Linked DNA regions of Macaca mulatta: region 1 is linked to region 2. A link is a contact called in public Hi-C data. All regions are on one chromosome and are shown on one strand. Each heading gives the region's core, a stretch centred on a gene start, on an enhancer-like site or on the middle of the called end of the contact. The rest is flanking DNA. Distances are from core to core; before and after follow the strand shown.

Evidence for each region. Hi-C and Micro-C count contacts between places; a contact is called where the count stands out from the background.
Region 1: a Hi-C map of fetal cortical plate shows a contact between it and region 2, with 3 times the contacts expected there. The contact joins the enhancer-like site here to the promoter of SOX9 in region 2. A contact is called at or near these places in 2 of 14 Hi-C or Micro-C datasets (fetal cortex germinal zone and fetal cortical plate).

Annotation. Positions count from the first base shown.
Region 1 is chr16:81,982,373-81,985,146 of T2T-MMU8v2.0, reverse strand. No RefSeq gene overlaps it. Among named protein-coding and RNA genes, the nearest start is that of SOX9, 220 kb to the right of the region's middle. Within about 2 kb of position 1,361, at least 15 of the 40 cell types and tissues checked have an H3K27ac peak or open chromatin away from gene starts, as enhancers often do. A contact at or near this core is called in fetal cortex germinal zone and fetal cortical plate, where this site is marked.
Region 2 is chr16:81,758,922-81,761,793 of T2T-MMU8v2.0, reverse strand. SOX9 (SRY-box transcription factor 9) reads right to left here and starts at 1,609. Exons shown (of 3, transcript NM_001032868.1): 1 at 1,179-1,609; 2 at 22-275. The coding sequence starts at 1,609. It overlaps LOC106994120 (a long non-coding RNA gene), which reads left to right and starts at 2,161. Exons shown (of 5, transcript XR_013407123.1): 1 at 2,161-2,218.

The DNA.
Region 1 (2,774 bases), core at 112-2,611, 220 kb before region 2:
CAAGTATCATCTCCTTGCTAAAGTCCTGTAGAGTTAGAAACATCCTTCCAGGCACTGCTTCTGTTTGGTCATTCAACATCGTGTGTTTACTGTATAGCAGGCGCTATGCTAGGTGCTGGGTTCATACAGCCTCCATACAACCAAACCCCTGCCTTCCTGGGGCTTCCATAGGGAAGACTTTAAGTTTACAGCCTCAGTCTCCTTCTCTTGATATAAATGCCATGAGGGTAGAACTCAGACCTAGTCATGTTTGTATTTCAGCAACTGGCAGAGAGTAGGACGCCAGTAACTATTTGCTAAAAGTCAGAATTGCACCTCTTTTTTTGAGCAAACCCAGCCCTCATCCATCCTACTGGTGTATGCAATTCACACGTTTTCATGACCCCTGTTTTGTCTCCCTTCCTGGATCTCAGGCCCTTTGGGAGTGAGGCTGTGCCTTACCGTTCTATGTGTGAGTCAGAGCTGCTGGTCCAGGGAGGCCTGGACACACACGAGCTATGCAGCAGATGTCTTGCTCACAGCTCGTAGAAATGGGGATGGAGACCATCATAAACTCATTCCAACAATGACATTACTTATGCAGAAAGTGGCAAACAGGTGACATTGAGATCGAAGGCTTTCCATCTTCAGGTGCTGCTACTGTGTTGTGGGCTTGTCCTTGGGAATGAACAATGGACTGGAGACACAGTCCTAGGCATAGCCCCAGAGTCACCGGTGACTCGGTTGATCATTGGGCTGGTCCTGTCCCTTCTCTGGACCTTGAAGTCCACTTCTGCAGAATGGGGAGTGGATGGGGGATCTTCACTTCTCTGTTTCCTCAAAGACAACCTAAGTGGGTTCATGTGAGATAACCCCAGAAAGATCCCAGAAGGAGCATGTGGGGGAATCTGCTTTTTATGCATTGTTTAAGGGGTGGGAGAACAGCTCTGGCCTGGTCCAGGCCATTGCACACACTGTCCTTGTGGCCTGGACTCCTGGGAACATTTCTGGCATTGGGGGGGGAAGGTCTGAGTGTGCTATTTTCCAAACAGTGCTGCTTCCCCGTCCCAAGAGAAAAAAACTGGCAGAGGAGAGCCGTGCCCTCTCACCCCTCGTCTCTGCATGGTGGTAACACTTCAGTGGGCTCTCTAATGAGCCTGCACCCCTCCCTGAAGCCATGGCTTGTTTCCTTCTCCCGGGAGCCTGGCACTGAGCCCTGGATGCTGTCATTGTCTTGGGGACAGACTCCCCTCTCCCCAGCGCCTTCCGTGGCTCACACCACTAGGTTGGGCAACTTTGCCCCGAACCAGGCTCGCACTCTAGAGATCCTTGAGCGGTTCCTCCATCCCCGTGGCTGCTGAGAGCAGCGCAAATCGGCTCAGCTGGTGCTGTGTGCGCATGTGCGCCTTTCCGTCTGGCAAGTTCTCAGGCTGGGCGAGGGGGGCTGATCTGCAGACACTTCATTCACAACTTGTTGTTGGTTGGTATTTCTCTTCCAAGGGAGGCGGAGGTGTGGTTGCAAAATAAATCTTAGGTTTTTTTTTTCTCCTCCCCAAAGAAATCATTGTGTTGTAATGCGGGGAGAGCCCGAGCCGATGACATTTTTATGGGGCTGCCTCTGGTGAAGACTGGCGTGTCTGCTTGGGCCATCCAGAGGGTCCGTAGATCTCTTTCTCTCTCCCATCGCCATCCCCCGCCCCCTTTCTCTCACAGTAATACAACTTCAGTTCAATACTTGTCTAGAATTCTCAGTGGGGCTACCTAGGCTAAGAGGGGGCGGGGGCGGGGGAGATGACATCATATCCTCACCAGCGGATTGGCTGCTTGCAGGCTTCAGGAATGATATCATCTCTGCTTGTGCCTCCCCACCCCCCTTTACTTCCAGTCCTTTCCTGGCCGGGCAAGGTCCCCCTCCCCAGCACCCCACCCCAGGATACCCCGTTGCCTTGGAGACCACAGTTTTCCACCCCGTTGTCTGAAGGAATGGCAATTCATTATATGTGTGACGTGGGGGTGAAGGGTGCAGGGAGGGAGACCCGGGCTGGACGGTTGGGAAGGAAGGTCGTGGACAACAAAATAATGAACAAAAATATGTTTCACGCATGAGAAGCTGTCCGAGATGGTAGTGAGGGAGAGGTCATGGCAAACAGTCTTTATGGCATGGTAAAGTGAAGATTCAAAAAAAAAAAAACAAAAAAACGTAAGGAGTGGCCAAGATAGTGTGGAAAACATCCACCCCCTCCCAGAGACAGCTCATTAGGAAGGTTTTGGAGGGGGACTCGCAGGAGGTCGGGGGCTGCTGTGTTATCTTTGGAGGAAAGGCCATCCCTTCTCTTCCCCTCCGCAGACATATCCAGTGAGACAACTCTCTCCCCAGCAAGCTTTTCTCAGGGAGCAGGCAGTTTCTTGAAAAAAATGAACCAGATGAGGATCCACCCACCTCCAGAAACAAAGACTGTGGCTGTCTCCAAGAATGAAGCACCAGTCTCTTAGTTGGCATCCCCAGGAGACCAAGGTGGGAGGGAAGCATTACCCATCGAGGTTGTATGTGGTGTGTGTCTGTATCCGGGTGTGTTTCCATGATCTGTGGATGAACTGCATATGCCAATCGTGTTCACTAGGGAATATTTCAATCCTGATTTCCCTGGGACAGGTTAAAGACAGCAGCTGACAAATTCCCCTGGGTCCTGTCCTACCTCCTCACACACCTTCCCCACTGTTGTCTCTTTCCAGAGGCACTCAATCTCCCTGCTTGCGCTGTTCATATGTGTCTATTTATCGTATTTCTCTAGGTG
Region 2 (2,872 bases), core at 360-2,859:
CGGGGCTGAGGGGCGACTCACCCGAGTGCTCGCCGGGGGAGTGCACTTCGCTCATGCCGGAGGAGGAGTGCGGCGAGTCAGCCTGCAGCGCCTTGAAGATGGCGTTGGGGGAGATGTGCGTCTGCTCCGTGGCCTCCTCTGCCTCCGCCTGCCCGTTCTTCACCGACTTCCTCCGCCGCGGCTGGTACTTGTAATCCGGGTGGTCCTTCTTGTGCTGCACACGCAGCCGCTCCGCCTCCTCCACGAAGGGCCGCTTCTCGCTCTCGTTCAGAAGTCTGCTCGGGGCGGGGCAGGGCGGGGGGCACAGAGAAAAAGAGGGAGAGGGGTCAGTGAAACCCGCCAAACTGTCAGGTCGGCGGGGAGGCGGCGGCGACCCAGACCACTTGGCTTTCTTTGCATACAACTCCATCTTCCCTCCCGCCTGCAACCACAGCTTATAACTTTTCTTAAAAATAAACAAATAAATAAATAAGTTCTTGCAGTCCGACCTGAGCGGTCACTCCCCGCCCCCTCCATCCCCTCCCCTTTTATTTCTATTTTGGAAACGCCGAAGATGAAAACGACTCCTGCTGCTGCCCCCTAAACGCCTTTGCTGCTGGAGTTATCGCCCCCAATCCCAACACCCTTAAAAACTTTTCCCCAATTACTCTCCAATTCTCACCCCCCCATACACTCCCACCTATTTCCAGCAGCCTCCCTCCTCCCGCCTCCCAATTCCTGCCAAGGGTCTCCTCCAACCTCGGTTTCTCCCCTGCCCCATCTCCGTGGGTGTGTGTGTGTGTGGGGAGGAGGGGGCTGCACGAGACAGTGCAGTTTTAAGGGGCGGGGTGGGGGAAGCCAAGCTTCACTTCCCCGCCCCGATTGAGCTTCCAGGCGACGGGAGAGCAGGATGGCAGCCCCCTCCTTCCGTCTCCCACCAGTCTTCGTCCATCCTCCAGCTACCTCCCCCACCCCTTCCACTTACCACCCCCTCCTCCGCGTCCCCGAGAGCAGCCCAAGAACTTTGACAAACTCTGAGCCACAGTTACACCCCGTTCCCACTCCCACACCCCCATCCCGCCGGCTCCCGGAACCGCAACTCCCGGGCGATGGGAGGCGGGGCGGGGCAAGTCAGCCCTGGCCAGAGCCCCCCGCCGCCACGATGCCCACCTTGCCGCGCCGCCCCCGCTGGGCCCTACCTCCAGAGCTTGCCCAGCGTCTTGCTGAGCTCGGCGTTGTGCAAGTGCGGGTACTGGTCCGCGAGCTTCCTGCGCGCCGCCTGCGCCCACACCATGAAGGCGTTCATGGGCCGCTTGACGTGCGGCTTGTTCTTGCTGGAGCCGTTGACGCGCACCGGCATGGGCACCAGCGTCCAGTCGTAGCCCTTGAGCACCTGGCTGACTGCCTCGCGGATGCACACGGGGAACTTGTCCTCCTCGCTCTCCTTCTTCAGGTCGGGCTCGCCCTTGGGGAACGTGTTCTCCTGGGGCCGCGTGTTCTCGGTGTCCGAGCCGGAGCCCGACGGGCAGGGCGAGCCCGCGGAGTCCTCGGACATGGTGGGGCTGGGGGCGCCGGACAGGCCCTTCTCCTGCTCGTCGGTCATCTTCATGAAGGGGTCCAGGAGATTCATACGCAGGCCCGGGGCAGGGGGCGGGTGGCCGGGAAAGGCGAGAAGCCGCGGCGGCTCGGGGACTCGAGGCGCGGGCTCCTCTCCCCTCGGCTGCCCGGATGCGGAGCGAGCGGCTCCCGGGGAGGCTGGCGCGTCGGCCGGCTACCACTTAGGGAGGCGCGGGGCCAGTCCGCAGCTGCCCGCTCCAAGTAGGGGGAGGCGAATTGGAGAGGAGGAGGAGGGGAGGAAAAGGAGCAAAAGTGGGGGCGCTTGTACCCCTTCTCTTCTCCTCCTGCAAAGAAAAGTTTCCGGGGTTGAAACTGGCGAGTCTCCGCGCCACTGAAGTTTCCAGTCAGTTTCGAGCTCCGCTCTCCGCTCTCCAACTCCCAGCCCAGGGTCTCTTTAATAAATACTCCTCCTCACCTTAGAGCCACCCGCCAATCACAGCACAGCAGTCCCAGGCAGCTGATTGGACCCGATTTTGGGGAGGGAGGAGGATTGCGGCACTGGGCTGGGTGACGAGACGGGAGGGGAGGAGAGGGGAGGGGAGCGCAGCCAAAGGGTGGATGGTCGGGAAGGGGGGGCGGGGGGTGCTGCGGGAAAGGCGGGGGACCCGGGACTTCCAAGTGTGTAAGTTTGTCGAACTCTCGGAATGCCAGAATTTTAGTGACTTCTCCGCGCGAATCTTTGTGTGTGTGTGTGTGTGTGTGTGTGCGCGCGCGCGCGCGCGCAAGTGTGTATGTCTAGACTAGGATCTACCCCCACCTCCGACATTTATTTTCACTGCTCTCTCCGCGGCACAGGGGACTTAGCTGGAGTTTGTAGTATTCGAAAAGCAGCCGCTTCTTAATGCGTAGCCGAGTTTACGCGCCTGGGGCCTGCCTGCCTGCAAAAGTGCTTAGAAATAGTCTTTTGAAGCAAATGTTTTGGTGACTCAACGCCCGCTGTTCCTCCGTAATAATCCACATAAATAGATTAACATGCTCGGGTTCGCCGGGGCTGGTGCGGCTGGTCAGGATTCTGCTGCGCTTTTGCAAAGGGAGTCAATGGAAAGCAAAGCTAAGTCCCCGCGAAGGTTGGCAGCGGCGGCCGTGGCCACGCAGGATCCCCGCGCTCTCGGGGCCGCCCCGCGCCACACCGACCTTGAGCTCTGACAAGTCTTTCTCCAGTCCCGCGACCCCGCCGACGCTCCTCAGTAACAGGGCTACTGCTCTGACGTTTTGGTCTTTGCCTCCTGGTCGAGTCAGAAACGTCAGCCGAGTCGTCCTGCCTGGGGAGAGTTTG